Regions from separate parts of the Rattus norvegicus genome. Here region 1 is linked to region 2. Evidence: chromatin contacts called from public Hi-C data. All regions are on one chromosome and are shown on one strand. Each heading gives the region's core, a stretch centred on a gene start, on an enhancer-like site or on the middle of the called end of the contact. The rest is flanking DNA. Distances are from core to core; before and after follow the strand shown.

Region 1 (3,086 bases), core at 482-2,981, 220 kb after region 2:
AGCAGGGAGGGGCAGGTTGGAATAAGGTTATATAGTCTCCTACATGTGAGGTTGAGGCTTGCACCATTGAGTATGTGCAGGTAGAGGCCTGTAAGGAGAACAACATGACCACATTTGGTTTTGAAGAAGGGAACTCTGGAAGCAGCATGGGAGTGGTGAGCCCTGCAGGGATAGAGACCGGGAGACCAGCAGGGGGTCATTTCAGAAACAAAGGTCTAAACTAGGGTGGAAGCAGTGAGCATGAAGAAGACTGCAGCTCCAGAGAAGCTTCTGAGTTGGGATTTAAAGGGATTGGTAAGTATTAAGGGAGTCGCAAAGTAGAAAAGAGGAAAGTGTGGAAGCCAGGGACATAGGAAGGTTCCAAAAGCACAGGCTCATAGGTGGTGACAAGTCCCTGTAATCCCAGCACTCTGGAATGGGAGACAGGAAGACTGAAAGCTATGTCAGCCTAGACTGCATATGCAAGTTCTACAAGTGCTAGAACCCAAGTGCAAGAAAAGAAACTAAAGAAAACTAGCCAGTAAAAATGGAGATGTGGCCCTTGGAAGTGGACATTGGAAGATCAGTGGCCATCCCCAGAGTATAGGTAGAGACTAGATTGCGGGAGGTCAGGTAAAACATATGTACACGGAGGGAGCATGTAGGTGGCTTGATTCCACACCCATGCACTCTGACCTCCCCTGGCAGTGGAGGCCACCAGTCAACCTTGACCTGGCATGTGTCTAACCCAGCAGTGGCTGCCTTCACCTCCAACCCCATCTTCTGCTCTTATCATGGAGAGCCTAGGGGTCAAACTGCTTTAGACTTCCTGAGAATTCCTGATCCCACCCCTTTGTCCAGTTGTCCCGCCCTTCACTACCTTGTCCCCAGAGAATGATGATGATGATGATGATGATGATGATGATGATGATGATGATGATGATGATGATGATAGCAGTCATCCAGGCTTCTGAATGTCAGCGTCTTACATTTTGCCAGTCTTCCTGTGTGTGTAGGTGAGCTATCCCATTTTTGTGTTCCAGAGTTTAGGCACCTGTCTCCTCTATGTGTTCCTTGTACTCACTGCTTATTTAACCTAGGAATTACTTTTTCTGCCAGACATCATTCTAAATGTGTTTCTGCAGAAGGAACTAGCACTTTGATGACATGTGTGGTGGTGTTACTGAGTTTACAGGAGAGACGTGCCACACAGAGGGTGGGTAACTTCCCCCAGGGTTATCTGCTAGCTGTAAGAGGTTCTGACTTCTTAGGTGACTCAGGCTACAGAGTCCACATTCAAACCCTCAGTCAGTCAGTCTTTGAGGGCATGTCCTGCAGTCCCCCTTGTGTGGTAGAGAGGGAAGTAGGTGTTCTGTCCCCTTTTCTCCTATCTTGCATGGATCTTCTGGGTGTCTCTGGTTGGTAGGATGGTGTGCAGATGTCTCTAAAACATCTGGGAGTGCCATAGCCAGGCTGTCCTGTCTCTGTTTGAATGGCTTCCTTGATCTGGCCACTCCCAAACAGTGGTACATGGTCCCCTGCCCTCTTTATGTGGCATTTACAGTCTCATCTGCCTTTTTCTCAGCCCTTACAGTACCTTGAGCACGCTGGACCACATGGGACCTCAGATCCTGACAACCTCCCCCCTTAAAGAAGTCTTAGGGCTGTTTCTTCTTTCCCTGTAGTAGACCACGTGTGCCTTGACCTCCTTTACTCATTTCCTCTTGTTTGTTTATGTTCTGATGTACTGAGCTGCAAATAGTTTTGGCACATCAGAAGTGGTATTCAAAGGTCAGTGTTCCTGATTTCCCAAGTCCTGGGCCAAGTCTTAGGAAGTTCTGAGTCTTAATTTGCCTCTTCTGTGACCTTCAGCACAAAAAGAGGCATTTTCCCCCTTGCTACCCATTCTTTTTAAAACATAACAACATAACTGGCTCCCAGAGTCATGTTAGTATGTATTAGGAAGAGAGTGAATGGAGCTTGAAAGAAGAGAGCCTTAGGTCAGGTGCCTGGGCATTATTCATGAGATGCTCAGCAAATCTCTGTAGGAGGAAGTGTTAGCTAAAACAGAGCCACCAGTGTCTCATCTCACCACTGGTGGGTAAAGGGTAGAAAGGGAAAGGTACCTTGGAAGAGGTGCAGAGATCTGATATGTACGCTGCTGAAGACAACCAGTGTGCACTCAGGCCCTGACCAGGGCTTTCATTTTGACTTCGAGACACATGACGGACCTTAGCTATTGATGGCAAAGGGGACAGTCTAATTATGCAGAGTGATAAAGCAAAAGCCCCAGGGCTGTCTTTTTTCTATCCTGAATAAACTCAGCACAAATTTTAGAACTGGCATTGAGATGGAAGCACTCTTTGAGCTGGTGATGATTCCTTAAGGAAAGCACATGTCCTTCAAACATGGTTTCTCACTTCAGCATCTTCCATAAAGCCAGGCACCCAGTGTCTATCCATGACCCCGTGCTGCAGGAGAGGGAGGCAGGGACAGGCAGATCCCAGGGGCTGGGGGCCTGCAAATCCTGCCTAAACAGTAAGCTCCAGGTTCAGTGAGATAGAGGACATCTGGCATCAATCTGTGGCTCTACCCTCCCACACATGGCGAGCACATCTGTGTGTGCACACAGGAGGGTGGGGATGCCCTTAGACTTTTTAGTAAAAGAAGTAGAATTTTTTTTTTTAAGTTCCTTATTTAATTGGGCCAGGTTGTAGGAGTGCGTCATTTGGTCAGCTGAAGGAGTTCTGCGGACACCTGGGGTGCTGTCACAGTCCCGTACTGAAGCAGCTGGAGCACGCCGAGCGTCTCGCTGTTGAGGGTGTGAACTGCCAAATCTACCCTTTTTTCTTTCAGGTTTGTTTTGCTTTTTTTTTTTTTTAATAAGTTCAAATCTGACTGTTTTATAAGTGATTTTTCAAAGTTATTTTTAAGTGCTGGCTTACACATTAAAATAATGCCCCGTGTGATTCAAGCAAATCACTGGGAGTCAGATTTGAGACTTGAAGATTTACTTCAAACTACATAGAGATTCTCAAAATAGATCTTGGTCGAGTGCCTGAAATTAATGCATCTAAGTAGCTTGAGTTAGTAAGAAGGCCATCAAG
Region 2 (3,048 bases), core at 198-2,697:
TCAGTGCTCTGTGTGGAATGCGGATGCTAGACGAGGACTGTCAGTCTCAGTATCGATCTTGCTGTGCTGTGCAGCCTCCACCTTTCTCTCACTTCTGTTCATCTCTGTTCAGGTCCCTAGGGCCTCACACATGCTAGTCAAGTGTGCTGTCACTGAGCTAGAGCCCAGCACAGCAGCCGTGGCTGTGATGCTCATATCTCCACGTGGCAACCCTGCTTCCCTGAGAGTACTTTATTTCCCTACCAATATAGGGTATTTTTCCACACTGAATATATGTTCAACTTCACTGCTCCAAAGAAAACGTCTATCTGGAAAGGACCAACAACTTAGCATTATTTAATGACTTTCTCAGCTTTTTTTGTGAGTTCCTATAAACTTAACCTTACTTGCTGATTTTTCTTTTTATATAACTATTGTTTTCCCCAACCCCTGCACTCCCATTCCACCAGTGTCTGCCTATAGGAGGGAAGATAGAAAATGCAGAGGTAGGGTAGGGAGTTAAAAATAAGAAGTCAGCAGTTAAGCTCCATGAAACACCTGCAGAAATGTGCATTAACACAAAAACTTCCCTACATAGAGAAGGATGCCTGGGCATCCTCAGCGGTTCCTTTCACCGACTGGAAGTGTGTTAGGATGCCTGAGGGGCCCAGCATTTGGTGCCCCAGAGCGCACACAGGTGCACAGGTTAGAGAGAGACATGGGGGGCCCACACCAGCTGTCCATCCTGTGAGGTGAGAGTTGTTCCAGAGCTGTCACAGGACACTGTCTACCTTGTGCTTTTGAGCTTTGGTGGCTGAGTCTCTCTGGCCCGCTTTCGTGCTGGGCTTCCTGGACAGCTAAAAGGCAGGCCTTCAAGGGATTGGGGAGCGTAGAAGTTCAGGAAGATTTCTTAGTTGTGCATTTGTTTTCCTCCTCAGTTAAGATGTTTCTGTAAGCATAGGAAGTCCTGGCTCTTAAGACATTTTCATATGTACATACATTATGCTTTCCTTCTGTGCACACTCTCACCTTAGTTTCCTGTCTCTACTGTACACTTTTCCTGGGTCCCTTTCTTCAGCCAAGTCATTCTGCATTCATGCCATGTAGGCAGATGGATAGACAGATCTAGATTTGCAAAGGAGAGAAAATGTAGCATTTGTGTATTTCTCCTTCACTACCATCTTCTCTTCCTCTTCCTCCCTCCCATCAGACAATTCCTATTCCCTCACCCCCATGGGGTTTCCCTTTTACTTTTATACCCGTTATGGGGAAGAGATATATGTCTTATTGTGTTTGCCTTGTTTAACTTAACACAATGATCTCTTGAGGCATTCATTTTCTTGGAAATGACAAAAAGTCATTCTTCTTTATGGCTGAATAAAAGTCCATTGTGTAGATATACCACATTAGCCTGGGCATCTGAAGAGACAGAACATTGTTCAGCACTCCACGTGAGTGGTCTACACAAGCCAACCTGCTTTGCTTTGTAGGCACACACAAGCCTTAGGCGGATGGGGCACTGGGAAGCCAGGCCCCGGACGAGTGACCACAGGGCCCTGTGCAGTTGCCAGGTCCATTAGCCAGCCTGCACTCTGGTTAGGCTTAACTGTGAGGAATTGCTGTCACTTCTTCTTGTTTCTTAAGTGCACTGAAGGGCGGGGAGATTGGGCTGGGATCCCATCATTACCATTTATGAGCAGACCTCATATAACCTCCTAGGTATCTTGGCTTCATTTGCCTTCCATGTAAAATATGACACATGGGGAGCAGCTTGAGTAATTTCTTGAAGCACTTTCTGGCTTTTGGATCTGTGAACTATTAAATGGTTATTATCAGTGTCATGCGAGACTGTGGGGCAGAAAGCAAGTGAAGTTTGAAGCAGAAGAATTTTAATAATAAGCGCGTTGGTTCTGCCAGCGGGGGCGGGAGGAGGGGTGTCCTTGAAAACAGCCTGGTGTTAAGTGACAGCTCTGCTTTCAGCGGATGATTTCAGCTCTCAGGATAACCTTGATGACCCAGAGGCCGGATGGGATGCTACCCTGACTGGGGAAGAGGAGGAAGAGTTCTTTGAGTTGCAGATTGTGAAGCATCACGATGGAGAGGTAAGGCTGCGCAGCCCTGGAGAGCAGGTGAGGAGCTCCAGCCTAGCCCTGCCCTGCCGGGAGCTTAGGTGTCAGCAAGAGAAGGGAAAACTCTGAGTACTTAGAGGGAAGCTTGACCTCACACCCAGTCCTTCTACCTTCCCCCTTCTTTGGTGAGAACCCATGTTGTTGTTCTGTGACTGTGCTCTGTTTCCAACCCTGACTGGAAGAGAGGTGGCTGTTGATTGCTCTGAAGTACATGGAGCTCCAGGCTGGAAGGACACTGACTTTGGTATTTGCTCCGCAGTTCCTTCATAAGAACTTTTTATTACAGGGCCTCACTTTGTAGCTCTGGCTGGCTTAGAACTGGCTAGGCAGAGCAGACTGGCCTCAGACTCACAGAGATCTACTACCTTTGCCTCCCAAGTGCCAGGGTTAAAGGTATGGAACACCATGCCTGACCTAAGAGTTGTTTAAGAGGAGAAAAAGAAAGACCCAGTGGTACACATCTATAGTGCTGGTGTTTGGGAGATTGGGGCACGCAGATCCTGAATTCAAACCAGCATGAGCTACATAGTGAAGTCTTGTCTCAGGGTAAAAAAAAGGGGGGCTGGAGAGATGGAACTGACTTCTCTTCTCAGAGGTCCTGAGTTCAATTCCCAGCAACCACATGGTGGCTCATAACCATTTGTAGTGGGATCCAATGCCCTCTTCTGGTGTGTCTGAAGACAGCGACAATGTGCTCATATAAATAAAATAAATCTGTTTTATAAAAGCAAAAGAATCAATGAAGGGGCTGGGGATTTAGCTCAGTGGTAGAGCGCTTACCTAGGAAGCGCAAGGCCCTGGGTTCGGTCCCCAGCTCCGAAAAAAAAAAGGAACCAAAAAAAAAAAAATTTAAAAAAAAAAAAAAAGAATCAATGAAGGCATTGATGCAGACTCATGATCTCATGGTTGAATCTGTGTGAGGGAGCATAATCCTGGGGCT

What was found. A called contact is a pair of places that touch in the nucleus more often than the background predicts.
Region 1: a contact with region 2 is called in a Hi-C map of the A7r5 cell line, with 4 times the contacts expected there. The contact joins two enhancer-like sites. A contact is called at or near these places in 8 of 12 Hi-C or Micro-C datasets (the A7r5 cell line, the Rat2 cell line, Schwann cells and 5 more).

What each region holds. Positions count from the first base shown.
Region 1 is chr15:43,416,395-43,419,480 of GRCr8, forward strand. The region is part of intron 6 of Ints9 (integrator complex subunit 9); the gene reads left to right. Among named protein-coding and RNA genes, the nearest start is that of Ints9, 42 kb to the left of the region's middle. Within about 2 kb of position 1,732, at least 24 of the 93 cell types and tissues checked have an H3K27ac peak or open chromatin away from gene starts, as enhancers often do.
Region 2 is chr15:43,201,179-43,204,226 of GRCr8, forward strand. Kif13b (kinesin family member 13B) reads left to right here. Exons shown (of 40, transcript NM_001412036.1): 30 at 1,960-2,081. Among named protein-coding and RNA genes, the nearest start is that of Kif13b, 120 kb to the left of the region's middle. Within about 2 kb of position 1,448, at least 21 of the 93 cell types and tissues checked have an H3K27ac peak or open chromatin away from gene starts, as enhancers often do.